Linked DNA regions of Pan troglodytes: region 2 is linked to region 1. Evidence: chromatin contacts called from public Hi-C data. All regions are on one chromosome and are shown on one strand. The core of a region is the stretch at or near the end of the contact, and the rest is flanking DNA. Distances in the headings are between cores, read along the strand shown.

The links. Hi-C and Micro-C count contacts between places; a contact is called where the count stands out from the background.
Region 2: a Hi-C map of stem cell-derived neural progenitor cells shows a contact between it and region 1, with 4 times the contacts expected there. The contact joins the promoter of FRMD6 here to the enhancer-like site in region 1. A contact is called at or near these places in 1 of 7 Hi-C or Micro-C datasets (stem cell-derived neural progenitor cells) and 1 of 1 datasets of contacts at active chromatin or transcription factors (stem cell-derived excitatory neurons).

Annotation. Positions count from the first base shown.
Region 1 is chr15:49,441,354-49,448,173 of NHGRI_mPanTro3-v2.0_pri, reverse strand. No RefSeq gene overlaps it. Among named protein-coding and RNA genes, the nearest start is that of TRIM9, 190 kb to the right of the region's middle. Within about 2 kb of position 3,468, at least 2 of the 24 cell types and tissues checked have an H3K27ac peak or open chromatin away from gene starts, as enhancers often do. A contact at or near this core is called in stem cell-derived neural progenitor cells, where this site is marked.
Region 2 is chr15:49,663,081-49,669,900 of NHGRI_mPanTro3-v2.0_pri, reverse strand. FRMD6 (FERM domain containing 6) reads right to left here and starts at 3,042. Exons shown (of 14, transcript XM_001157785.7): 1 at 2,884-3,042.

The sequences.
Region 1 (6,820 bases), core at 2,219-4,718:
GCTCATTGCTACTGGGATGTCATGAGGTATAGGAAATATGTGTCTGTATATTACATATGTATATATAATCTATATTTACTTCTTTATGCCATCTGTGTACATAATAAAAATCATGAGTTTATGCTGATACCTCCTATTCTAACACTATAGGGTTTATTCTAGCTTCCTCCCCCTTCCTTATTTTTAACTTATTTCTTCTACTTGAGAAATGGGGCTCTCATTATTCACAATGTTTCTATTTATTTGTTCAATCCTAGTAGATATGTAGCTTCAGAATTGCTAAAGCATATCCCCATGAGTATTTACCAAATAGATTAAGATATTTGCCTACTGTTCATTTTATAATATTTGCGTACGGTAGTCTTTAGTGCTATAGCATATAGTCAAAATACTATTTCTAATGCTACTTTTCTTACTGTTGTGTTCTATTTGGCATTCCCCCAGCATCTGGGTTGAATTTAATTAATAATAATGGGAGAGGGGGACATTCCCATAGTTCTAAGAGTCAGAGCTACATAGTAAAGGCATATTCAGAAAAGTGCTGCTCATACCTTGCTCCTACCACTCTGTTCTCATTTCCCATTCTTTCCACCCTGTTTCCATCTACCATCTGTAGGTAACTAATCTCATTACCCCTGGCTTATTTTTTCTGTATATTATTCCCTGTCGGGTTAGCAAAAATTAATAAATTTTACAACACATTCCGTTAGTGAAGCTGTATGTAAATAGGCATAGCATACTTAGGCACAAATGAGCAGATATGTGTATATGCTTTTAGTATTCCATTTTTTCTTATATCAAGCATAGTATACTATACATATTCTTTGCATTTTACTTTTTTCACTTAAAAGTGTGTCCTGGAAAATCACTATCTATTATTTCAGAAAGACTTTCCTCATTTTTTTTTACAGATATATAGTACTCCATGTATAAATGAACCATGGTTTTAGTCAATCATTCTTCCATCTGTAGGCATTTAGATTGATTCCAATATTTTGCAATTACAAATGATGCTTCAGTGAACAATCTTGTACATATGTACTGTCATATCATTGGAAGTGAATTTTGGGCTAGATTTCTAAAATGAGATTCTGAGTCCAACAGTAAACGCACATGTAGCTTTGTAAAGTAATGCCAAATTTCACTTTTAGAAGGTTGTACCAGCTTGACATCCTACCAGCAATGCATGTAACAGAATGTGTTGTAAAATTTATTAATTTTTGCCAGCCCGACAGGCAAGAAATGGTATCTCAGTGTTGTTTTAATTGTATTCCTCTAATTATGAGTGAGTGTGAACAAGTTTCATGTTTAAGGGCCGTTTCTATTTCATTTGTTGTAAATTGTCTGCTCATGAAAGCAAAGCCAGCAACAGAAATGGACAGGAAACTTTCACATCTGGCTCCCAGGATAGGCCCTGCCCCCTGGATTGAGCTCCATGGAGACCTTAGACTTGCCTGCTTTCTCAGCCCTATTCATACACCCAGCACCCGGGGCAGACAGAATTCTATTCCTCCCAGAGGCGGTCCATGACCTCAGTACCGCAGTTTGGTTGGTGTCTTAATCAAGCTCAACGATCTGAGTATTCAAGGTTATGGTTATTTTTAGGTTTCCTGTGACAATAAAAAACATTTTCTGCAGATGCTTAAAAATAAGCCCTGTGTTTGGTGTAGAAATCACAAAGTTAAAAATTAACATGGGCCCTGGGTATCTTCACATTTGAGTGTCAGGCATTGGTCCTCATGTTTCATACTGGGAAAAGTCAATCAACTCACCATTTGGCAAAGGTCAAAGCAGGGGACTGACCTTATGACTGATGATTCTGTGTTCCAGATCATTGTGAATTCCTCTACCTCTGTTTGCAAAAGAAAAAGGGAATTTTCCTGAGTTTCAGTTGAATTAATCACATTTAACAGCTCTTCAGAGGAAAAAAAAAATCAATCTTGTAAATTACAAGTACTGCCAGGGGAGCCTTACATTAGGCATCACTTCCATGTATATGGTCGGGCCAGAAATGAAGCTGGATTTGATCCATTGAGGTTGAACTGTCACCAAAGGCAACATTTCCGCTACTCTCTAGCTTTTCAATAATGTAAATAAAGAGCTGGATCAATTTGAACAACAGAGTCATTACTGTATCTTAGTTCAATGTTTTCTGCTATTAATACATCTTGTCTTCTTTTGATTCTCTAACTCAAAAGAGCTTGTTGTTATTTGTTTCATTTAGTACCATTATCAAATTAAATAAGGAAGTATCTTCCTTTGCTTGTAGTCTCCAGGGCTGGAAGGGAAGTAATGCAGTAACTGTACAAGCCTTATTTAGCTCACACAGCTCAATGGTACCCTTGCAAAGTGGGTGACTTTAAAAGGGATACTTTCTTTCCACATGAGCAATCTCATCAAGAATTCTTTTAGCCTGACACCTAAAAGCTGTTCTACTTGCATATGACCTCTATTTGTTAGTTACATGGGATTAAGGAAAATTGATCTATCCTTAGGGTCCCCTTTACAACCTTAACTGCTCATAAATTCATCTATAATTTGGAAAAAATAAATAAAGGGAAAATAGCTAAGGGGAGTCTATCACCGACTTCAGGTAAAATTCAAGGTCTTGTTTGTATTACCAGCTCTATTTCTGTATACCTAAATCTATGATGTTTCAGTTATGGACCACGAACTATAAACTCAAGTTCACTTTCACTGCAACCTTGGTTAAGAAGGAGGTGCTGTCAATGCAGGCATTAATCATCTCAAGAACATTCAGAGTATGAAATGGTTTCCCTGACTTTGATGTAAACAAAAATGTTTCAAACTTTTCCCTTTCTGTACCGGGTAGTACTGTGGGTGACTTTTCTGGAGTCTTTTTAGGAGAGATAGAATGAGTTGAAAACATATCAATTTGCATGTTTTATGGAAAACAATTTCTGTTAGAGCCACTGGCATACTAAAATTACTCAATACTGACTGAAATAGGGGGTCTATTTTAGAAGGACTTCCAGCTTGGGTGACCAGTTTCCTGTTTGCAAACTTTGAAAATCTCTTATCGGGGCAATGGCTTAACCATTAATAAGAAAAACACAGTCCCCTTCTCTAATTCTGCAATTGCCTTGTTGAACTTGGCCAACCACAGGTATGAAGGCTCACTGCCCATTAAGGCATTTTGACACTCTTCTGGGTATATATAGAAAACAATAACTTCAATTGTCTAAAAACAGAGAGAGACTTTAAAATCAGCATATACATATCCTCATAAACACACACACACAGTCTTCTGCACACATACATACTCCATACATGAATAGCAATGTCCTTACTAACATATTAAATATCCCTTTCAGTTCTTCTGTCTTTAGCGGTTCCCATTTCAGAGCCACACCACAGATTCTTTGTGTCCTAAGTCCACAAGAAGCATCCCAAGCATTCTTGCAAGCCCTGTGGCTTGGCTCATGCAACTGGGAATAAAAGATCCCTTGAATACAAATGGTAATGCTCATGCTAGCAGCTGCCACCCAGGGGTAGCAAACACCATGCAGTTCATGTTTTGTACTGCTGCTTTTTGTTCTGAGTGAAAGATGAGAGATATGTTCTCACTGGGGAATTCTTTGGTTCTGATTTAAGCGGGGAGAAGAACAGAGGTTTTTTTTTGTTGTTTTTTGTTTTTTTTTTATGATTCCCTGTGGCATGTAGAGTTTGACCTTGACTTTTTAACTACCACGAACACATGAACTTCTACCCCAGATTATGCCTAAACTTTCAAAATAAAGGAATTTAAAAAAAAACTCCAATTTGCTTGGAGCTACTACTTTCAGCTTTCAAAATCCTGTAATGTGTATTGTTAACAGCAGTGGGTTAGATCTTCTGCTATTAGTGGAGACCAGAAAAGAATACTTTGGGAAAGGTCAGCAGTGCTTAACAGGAGCTGAAGGAAGTGAGCAACTATATTTAAAGATTTAGGATGGAATATGGTTTCACTTTACACACAAAGAACTCTTTCTTTCGGCTTTTAACATTGAGGTGGATAAATTCTGAAAACTCACAGAGGGATTTGTTGTTGACTTGTAAATCCAAACTTACATGTCATGAATTTCATTACTCTATCTCTCATTCCCCGGAACAGCCCATGGCATTGAACATCTTTTGCCTGGCATAATCACATGGAACACAAAGCCTCTACTGAATCTTATGGAATGAAAGAATGCATGTTGAATTCAATTTTATTTCTTTTTCTTTCTTCTTGAGCTTCGTGCATTTAAAATGGGCGTACATCCTCAGGAAGTTAAGTGCCTGAGGATGTTACTAGTGATGTAGACATAACTTTTCGCCCCAAGGTGGTGGGTATAAATCTAGACTGAGTCAGGGCAATCAAGAGGAAATTGATGAGTTGTGTGTTTTCTGTGAAAAGAATTTCTCCCCATTGACAGTTACTATTCAACATCCTTACAATGTCTCAAAGTCCCACAAGTGAAGGGGAACTGAGAGACAAGTAATCTAACTTCCTCATTTTATAAATGTTAAAAATAAGATGGGGAAAATATACATGACTTGCCCAAGGTCATAGAGGTAGTAATGTCAAAGCTGGGACTTTGTCAAGTTTTCCTCACTCCTGTCCAGTGCTTGGTCTCTTTTAAAAGCCCACGACACTTAATTGAATGTTAAATGGGGGAAACGGATCATTCTGTCCAAACGCATGAGATGTCCTTAGCCACATAAAAGTAGTTTACTTAGGGAGCCATCATACCCGTGCTTGACAAAGTTCAATGAGGGAATTGCAGAATTAGAGAAGAAAATGGTTTGGTAATGTGTGGATAAAGGGCTAGAGGGAAACAAAAATCTTCATGACTACCCAGGTGAAACTGTTTTTGAACAGCTGGGCTGCACATTAGAATCACCTGGGGGAGAGTTCTGATAATCTACTGCTGCATAACAAACCACAACAAAATTTAGTAGCTGAAAACAACAGCCATTTCATGAGAGCTCACAATTTTGAGGAACAGGAATTGGAGCAAGTCTTAACCAGGTGATTCTTCTGCTCCTTGTGGTGTCAATTGGGATTAGTCGGTGGCATTTAGCTGGCAGCTGAACTGGTTTGGAGAATCAAAGATGACTTCACTCACATGCTTTATTCACATGCTTGGTGCCTTGATAGGAACGAATGGGAATCTGAGCTCACCTGTTCTCTTCTCTTTTCTCTTCTCCTCTTCTCTTCTCTTTTCTTTTCTCTTCTACTCTTCTCTTCTCTTCTCTTTTCTTTTCTCTCTTCTCTTCTCTTTTCTCTCTCTCTCTCTCCCCCTCTCTGCCCCCTCTCTCTCCCCTCTCTCTCTCACCCTCTGTCTGCCCTCTCTCTCCCCTCTCTCTCTCACCCTCTCTCTCCCCCTCTGTCTCTCCCCTTCTCTCTCTCTCCCCCCCTCTCTCTCCATGTAGCCTCAGGGAATATCTTCATAGTCTTCACATATGGCAAAGATAGCTTGGGGCTCAAGAAACTGACAGAAACTGCCATTCTTTTTAAGGACCAGGCTTAGTGTTACTTCTGCCATTCTCTATTGGCAAAAGCGGTCAGGCAGCCCAGACCCAAAAGGATTGGAAATAAATCCCACCTCCTAGTGGGAGAGGTATCAAAGAATTTGTAGCCATCTTTAATCTGCTGTAGCCCATCCTCTAGCCACTAATTATTTATATTCCTGCCACATTCAAAGTTCATTCACCCTCTCCCACAACCCCCAAGATTCTCATCTCATTACAGCAACAGGCTCAGAATGGAGGTCCAGGATCGCATCTTCTAAATCATGTCTTGGTGCATATGAAGCTATCAGGTATGTTTCTTTAAATACAGTTCCTCTTCATCTGAAGACTTGTAACCTGGAGACTGGAGTTGTCTGCTCCATATACCCAGCACATAATGACCACACCGAGATCATTGCAGTAGACACTCAAGTTCAAAAGTGGGAGGGGCACAACGGGAATCACAGAAGTCACTTGTACATGGCAATGCTGAAATAGTTGGGCACGTGACACCAATTCGTTGATTCAAGCCCTGATTTAATTGGGTCGGTGGGGGCAGCCTAGGCACTGATACTTTGTATTGGCTCCCCAGGTGATTCTAATGCATAGTCAGGGTTGGAATCACTGACCTAGGAAGTTCACCTGGCACCTTTAGTGTTCAAAAAAAAGGAAAATATTCACTTGAAAAGTTTGAGTATGTCCTAAAGTGTGTTCTCATTTCACTTTGAGTCTTTTTTAAAATGTAGATTCTTCCCACAGCCCAGACTTACTGAACCCAAACTCCTTTTAACAAGCCCCCACCTCCCAAAATGATTCCCGTGCCACAAAAAGTTCACATCCACTGGATTTACTTCTTTGTAAAAATTTAGTTACATTTTGTGAATTTTTAAAGAATGTGGTAGTATTGTACATCCACTGTTTGCTGGTCAATGTTTAACAACCAGGTCTTTGGGGAGGAAAAATCTTTGATGTATAGTGGGTACCAATTTCTATGGTGTAGATACTCCCACCATGGCTGCTTTCAAGTTCAGCACAACATCAGAAAGCTTGCAAACTTCCTGAAAATATACAATTACCTTTCACAAGACAGCACAAGCTAACAAGTATACCACTGCATGCTTGCTTATGTTCACATCTCTATTCGAACAGCATGTTTGAAGTAAGGCTGTCTTAGGTAAAAATCCTAATTCTGCAACTTATAGCCAACACGTGACCCATGACAAATTTGTTTTCTTCTCTAAGTCTCAATGTTTGCATAAGTAAAATGGGGATGACAATACTAGCACTACTTCAGGGGTTAAGTTTTCCCATTTCTTTTCAATCA
Region 2 (6,820 bases), core at 1,793-4,292, 220 kb before region 1:
ATGTACAAATGCAAAAAACTTTCTATCCTTTAGAAGACTTAATATTAAAATGATTTTAGGGAAAGCCCAAGAAATTTCATTCTCAACTCAGAAAACTACCTAAGGGATAATTTGTGAATGCCATCTGGGATCCAGGCAGTCCCATCCACAAAAGGGAAAACTTGTTGAGATCATCCAAATCTAAAATTCACATACATTTTTACATCTGGACTGAATTAATCTTTTCTTGGTACTGGCTTTCATGTAATAAAATAATTGTTTGCAGGTTTTATTTTTCTTAAAAAAAAAAAAAACCCCACAACTTTAGAAATCAAAATGTGCAACATCCAAATCGAAAACTACAAAGAATTCCTTTATCAAAAAAGTTAGTTGTGAGACAGGACTCATTTACACTCAACTCTGAACCTGACAGCTCAGTCAAAAACAATTATGTTTGAAACTTTCATTCCAAGCATCTGCCACAAAAGGCTACGCAGTCTATTACATCATAAGTTCAGAAAGCCAAAAGCTTTATAAGTATAGTTAAATGTGGAAACAAAATCCAAAAACTACAAAAAGACCCCCCCCCCCCCCAATTCAGCTAACCTAGTTCAGTAACAATTTTTTTAAAGAATTTGTAACTAAAAACCGCTACCTAGCACACTGGCATTTTGCTTTCAAAAGCAGCGTCTTCATCCAGGCCCATGCTGTTTTCAGGCGTTTTCCTGTACAGCCAGGAGCATCTTAAATCTCTAAGTTCAAATTATGTACTTAAAACTAGCAGCTTACCCTTGTTGCCCCCAAAAAGGAGATACTGGAAATAGGAAAGATTTCCTGCCCCTTAAAATGTCTTGAGTACTGCAAGAACTGCTGATTACTGTAGCCCATCAGTGTCAGATCTCAGAGATTCTTGCAAGCAACTCAAAGGGGGGAAAATTAGTTCATATTACAGTCAGTCTGCTTTCTGGAGAAGATGTCCTGCAGATAATTTGATATGAGATATCCCCTGGGGGACCCTTTTCATCTAATAATCCTACTAAATGTCCATTTTAATATGAAATATGAATCCAAAATGTTTACAAACATACTGGGAAAAGTATTCAAATGCCAGCTGTCTCATATTGTGAAGTATTTTCATTTTTAACATAAAACGTTTATTTCTCAAAGCCACACCTGAGAAAATGATTAGGTGCTGTGGTGCTGTTAAGTTTTATACTACAAAGGACATCAGCAAAGGCATCTGTTTTCCTGCCTCTCTTCTGGTCTTCGCCCCTCCCCCACTCTCCATCCTGTAGGTCCTGGTTGTTAAAATTTCTACAATAGTCTCATAATGCTCTAAATTCTAAAAAAAAAACTTCTCACCCTTTAACACTGCTGAACCTAAATTCATGCACTGCTCTAAGAAGGAAACCCAAAAGTCACAAGCCTTTTTAATGACAGATGTATTACGGAAAATTTTCCCCACAAAGTTTTGATGCTGTGAAATATCAACTCCCTGAAATCACAGAAAGGAAATGACTTACATTCTTGGAAAATGAAGCCACTAGCAGCTTTCTCCAACAGCATTTTGTAAACCCCAAACTACACCCTGTGGCAAGAGGGAGTATTTCGTGCAAAAACTAAATTTAAATAGATGCTTATAAAACCAATAAATAAACATTGCCCGGTCCCAGAGAAGAACAGAAGGGAATCATACTCGGAAAATCCAGCAAGAGATACTTTTTCTCCACATTCAGAAATGCTGGAGAGCACAGGCTGGAAGTCAGAAGCAACCTGAGAACGCTTGCTGAAGTTTTCCTTCCCTGCTGTGAGCAATGCACAGCTCCTGAGGGAAATACTGGCAAAACAGATTTTGCTTAAAAAAATTAAAATGAAAAGGTGTTAAGGGGGAAAACGAGCTAATATTTCTTTGGACACTAGCTACACAACTACACGGCCTGAAAATCTGCCAGCTTTCAACTTTAAAATATGCTTATTTTGACATTTTCCCATCTATTCGTGCCTTTAAGAAAACGCCCGCACCATTAGGTTATGCTGTCCCAGGACTCGCGGTGTTGTTTTAATCTCTGTAGACTTTACACTTACACGGGTGGACCGCAGCTGTCCATACCTGACAGTGCCTGGCCCTCCCGGAGCCGAATCCGGTGCTCCTGTTCGCCTGGGGCTCCGTCAGCGCGCCGCAAGCTCCTCCAGAAACCCAAATTCTGCAGGCCGCACCCCCAACTCGTATCTCACCCAGGCCCCCGTCTGGCGCCGATCTGCCCCAGCTCAACCTCCGGCTCCGCAGACTAGGCACTTTCCGGGACGCGGAGCAGACCCTGCGCTCGGGTCCCTTCCCGCAGCCGGGCTGTCCGGCCTCTGCGCGCGCACAACAGGCGGCACGGCGCAGCGCCCGGGAGCGCGGGACTCGAGTGCTAGTCCCGGCGCCCAGCCACAGCGACACAGACCTGGGTGCCGGGGCCCGCCAGGGAGCCCTGTGATCCGGGGACCTCCGCGATGCAGAGAACCAGGCACCGCGCACGGAGCCCAGGCGCGCAGTCTGCAGCCAGGACCAGCCTCCCGCCCCCGCCGCTGAAGCCGCCCCGAGCTCCACGCCTCCCCCGCTGCCGGGCTCAGCTGCCCTAGGGCCTCGTCCGCCCGTCCCAGAGTGGGCGAGCTCCGACTCACGGAGAAGCGACCTTACCGCCGGCGCCCGACACCCAGAGCTAAGGGAGCGAGAAGAAGGCGAAGAAAGAGGCGGAGAGCGGCGCACTGCCTTCGCTGGGACTCGCGACTTCCAGAAACCCTCCCGAAACCCAGTCCCGCCGCCGCCCCGCCGGCAGGGGGCACAGCGGGCGTCCGGGGCGCGGCGGCTGAGCGATGGGGCGAGCGGAAAGGGCCCAGACGCCTGGTTCTTGTTCATACCTCGGAGAAAGTCTTGAGCACCAGGCGTTGGGCTCTCTGGTCAGCCCTCTGAGTCTTCCTACCGGCGCCGAGCCTGCCCCACTCCTCTCAGCCCCTTGGCCCCGCCAGCCAGAGGAGCGCTCCGCGTCCGCCCCGCCCCCCACCCACGCCTCCCGACCCGACCCGCCCCCCGAATCCCCGCCCCCTGAGACCCCGCCCCCGACCCGCCCCAACTGGCCGCGGCGGCAGCCGAGCCGCGGGAGCTGCGCGCTGAGCTCGCGGCAGTACGGGGAGCGCCCGCCCGCCCCGCCCTGGACCCAACCAAGAGTCCCGCGGAGGGGTGCGGCCACTTGGGGGCAGGAGAAAGCGGAGTACGCCACCCCTCTAGGGACCCAGGAAGCGAGGCGAGCCTCAGGTGGACGCGGTGGTGTGGACCACGGCGATCAGGGCCTTTCCCCCTGCTGTGGAGACGGAGGTGCCAGGGGACGCCGGCGGCTCCCCACCTTCTGGCCGAGTGGCCTTCTCCGCCTCCGGCTGGACTCCCTCGGGGCGCTCCCTCCAGAGCCTAGTCGGGCTGGCCGGGGGCGGCTGTTTGGCCTGAGTGTCGTCTTACTAAAGCGGAACGCCGGAGGGGAGGCCACTCCGAGAGGAGGCGGTCCCCGGCGGAGGAGGCTTCGTGAATCCTGCAGCCCCCTGCCCGCCCGCCACTCGAGACGCCGCGCCTCGTGGGTTTCACGCTGGATGGAGGGGGCGCCGCCGAGGATGCCCAGCCTCCCCCGCTAACTCTACCTCTCCAGTTCGTCAGGTAGACACAGCCTCTGTCTGCTGTGGTTTTAGTGCCCGTGGCCCCTCAGAAATTATTTTTGTCCCCTCCCGATAGTGGCTTTGGGGGATGGAGGGCGAGAGATGCAAAGGGCCAGTGGAAGATTTTTTATAGCACAAGGAATCAAGCCAGGAGATGGAGGTTTCATTGCCACCTCGGGGTCTGGGGAGGGGGCGAGCCACACCTCTCCGGTCAGTCTGCGCCCACCAGGACCTGCTGCTGGGAACCGCACACGAAAGGAGAGACACCCAGCACCTGGCCCCTGGACCCGCAGGGCGTCAACCTCCTGGGCTTCTGCCTTTCTAGGTTTCCTCTGACTTTGCTGACCCAATGACCCCTGGCCACGGGTGGCAAAAACGCCCTCACTGAGCCCTTCGCTAAAGGAGTGCCGGGGTTTATGTGTCTGGCTTTTAAAATGGGATGAGGAGACAAGGAAACAGGACCTGAGAAAGGACACTATCCAAAATCTGATGCTCTCAGAAGTCAACTTTTAAAACTGCCCTGCTCTTTTCATCCAAAGATGAATATATGAAGCCAGCTGTTACTGGTTGAAAGTGTGCCTCTTGTTTGCATGGCAAAGGAATTCAGTTTTGTGTTTATTTACAGCTGAAGCTCTCTTGAAATAATTGTCTCAGTCACAGCTTTTACATTTTGGGGAACCATGCCATTAGAACTGAATATTAGGAACTGTGATCTTTTGTCTTTTCACAATTGACAATACATTCAGAACTTATTTCTGATAAAGCTGGTCAGTTTCTAAGGATACTGTACTTATGATTTAAAGTCATAACTCCATGATGCAAAAGAGAACAAGAAATATGTTTCAATGACTGCCTTTTAAATTAGCGGTACTCCAGCACTTTGGGAGGCCGAGGTGACAGGATCGTTTGAGGCCGGGAGTTCAAGACAGCCTGGGCATCATAGCCAGACCTTGTTTCTACTAAAAATAAAAAATAAATAAATTTTCCGGGCATGGTGGCCCATGCCTGTAGCCCCAGCTACTCAGGAGGCTGAGGTGGGAGGATGGCTTGGGCCTAGGAGGTTGAGGCCACAGTGAATTATGATTACACCACGGGACTCCAGCCTGGGTGACAGAGTGAGACCCTGTCTGAAAAAGAAAAAAAAAATGTAGCTGTACTTAATGTACTAAAATTAAAAATTGGACAACAATAGTTGAGGACAGTGTAGGCATTTAAAGGTAGAGGATTGCACTTTTTTTCTCATTTTTGTCTTTTATATGCATCAGAATGAGTGCATATTGAATACTACTTGGTAAGGTCTTAAATTAATTTGGTACCTACTGAGATAATCCGGCATTTCATGTGTAAAGATAAATTAGATAAATGAATAATATATCACTATCTTGGAAAACAGTTCCTAAATCTGATTTATTTTCAGGTTTCATGAATCAAAATCTAACAGATAAACAACAACATATTGGTAGGCTGTGAAACATTGCTGCAAATATAATTAGGTAAAACAAAAAGCAAAATATTTTGAACAGTTTAAAAAAAAAAAAGTGTGTTTAAGAGTGGGCTTATTGTCCAGAATTATATTGTAGGAAAATTCACTATGTGAATATTTTCTGAATCATAGTGATAATATTAACAGTATAAATACCACATTAAACAGAGACTCTTAGTTAAAATATTTTGCAAACTAAGTATTTTAAACTCTTAAAATCAGTTATATGAACTCCTGTAACATCATCAAATTCTGAAAGGACTGATTGGGGAAGTAATACATAATCTAGTAAAGATGGAAGGGGAGCTGAGAAAGGATGTGTTGTTCTAGATATTTCTTATCACAGAAAACGTTTTTCTGTGCTTATTACAATAAAGAACGCAACTGTGTGGGTAATAATTCAAAGTTACATTTTATGTTTCTTCTTAATGTTGGGATGTTTTATTTTCACTAATATGATGAGATGTTTTTCTAAATATGGGACATTGCCCACCAGGGAAACATTATTTTAAACACATCCTAAGCAATTACTTTTTCCATGGCATTTAAATATTAACACAACTCTACATTTTTGCTTTTGTTTTTCTTAGGAACAGGTTATTCATTCTATGAATTTATTGGGTTCTCCCATGCACCAGGCAAAGGGTTAGATTCAGAGATTCAAAAATAAAAATACTCCTTAATCTTATAGCAGATTAGGGGAACAGACACGTGAGTTAACAGTTACAACATAGTTAGTTCGTGCTATGGTAGAGATACGCAGGAAGAATAGTGAGAAGGCCTAGGGAGGGAGAGCATCAAACATCCCCTGTGAACTGAGAAGGGAAGGATAAACAGAAGTTTGCCTGAGAACAAGTTGGTTGAGACAGTGCTCTCAAACTTGCAAGCACGTTGGAATTACCTAGAAACTTTCAAAAACTATTGATGCCTGTGTCTCAGGCATATAATTTAATTGGTCTGTGGTATGGCTTGGGCTTTGGAATGTTTTAAATATCCCCAGGTTATTTTAAGTGTAGGCATATGGCAGAGGACACAGAGTGAACAAGCACACAGAGCCATGCTTTTAAAGCATGATGGCCATAGCCTTATTTTGAGAGGTGTAAACTTTGGTAGGTGGTATTTGTACATTTTGGTGTAAAGAACACAGTAATATAGAAAATGAGATAAGAACTGCTGTAATTCACATTCCTTTACAGGTATTTTCTAGACACCAGGATAGTATGTTGACAATTAAGATTAGCATATTAGAAGAAAAAAAATATTTTTATCTTTTGTATAATTCAGGCTTATTGGCTGGGCGCGGTGGCTCATGCCTGTAATCCCAGCACTTTGGGAGGCGGAGGTGGGCAAATCACCTGAGGTCAGGAGTTCGAGACCAGCCTGACCAACATGGAGAAACCCCATCTCTACTAAAAATACAAAGTTAGCCAGGCATGGTGGCACATGCCTGTAATCCCAGCTACTCAGGAGGCTGAGGCAGGAAAATCGCTTGAACCTGGGAGGCGGAGGTTGCAGTGAACTAAGATCGCGCCATTGCACTCCAGCCTAGGCAACAAGAGCAAAACTCCATCTCAATAAATAAATTAATTAATTAATAATAGTAATAATTAAGGGCTATCCAGCATTCAGAGTATGTTTTAATGCTGATATGTAAGTTCTAGTCTAAGAGAG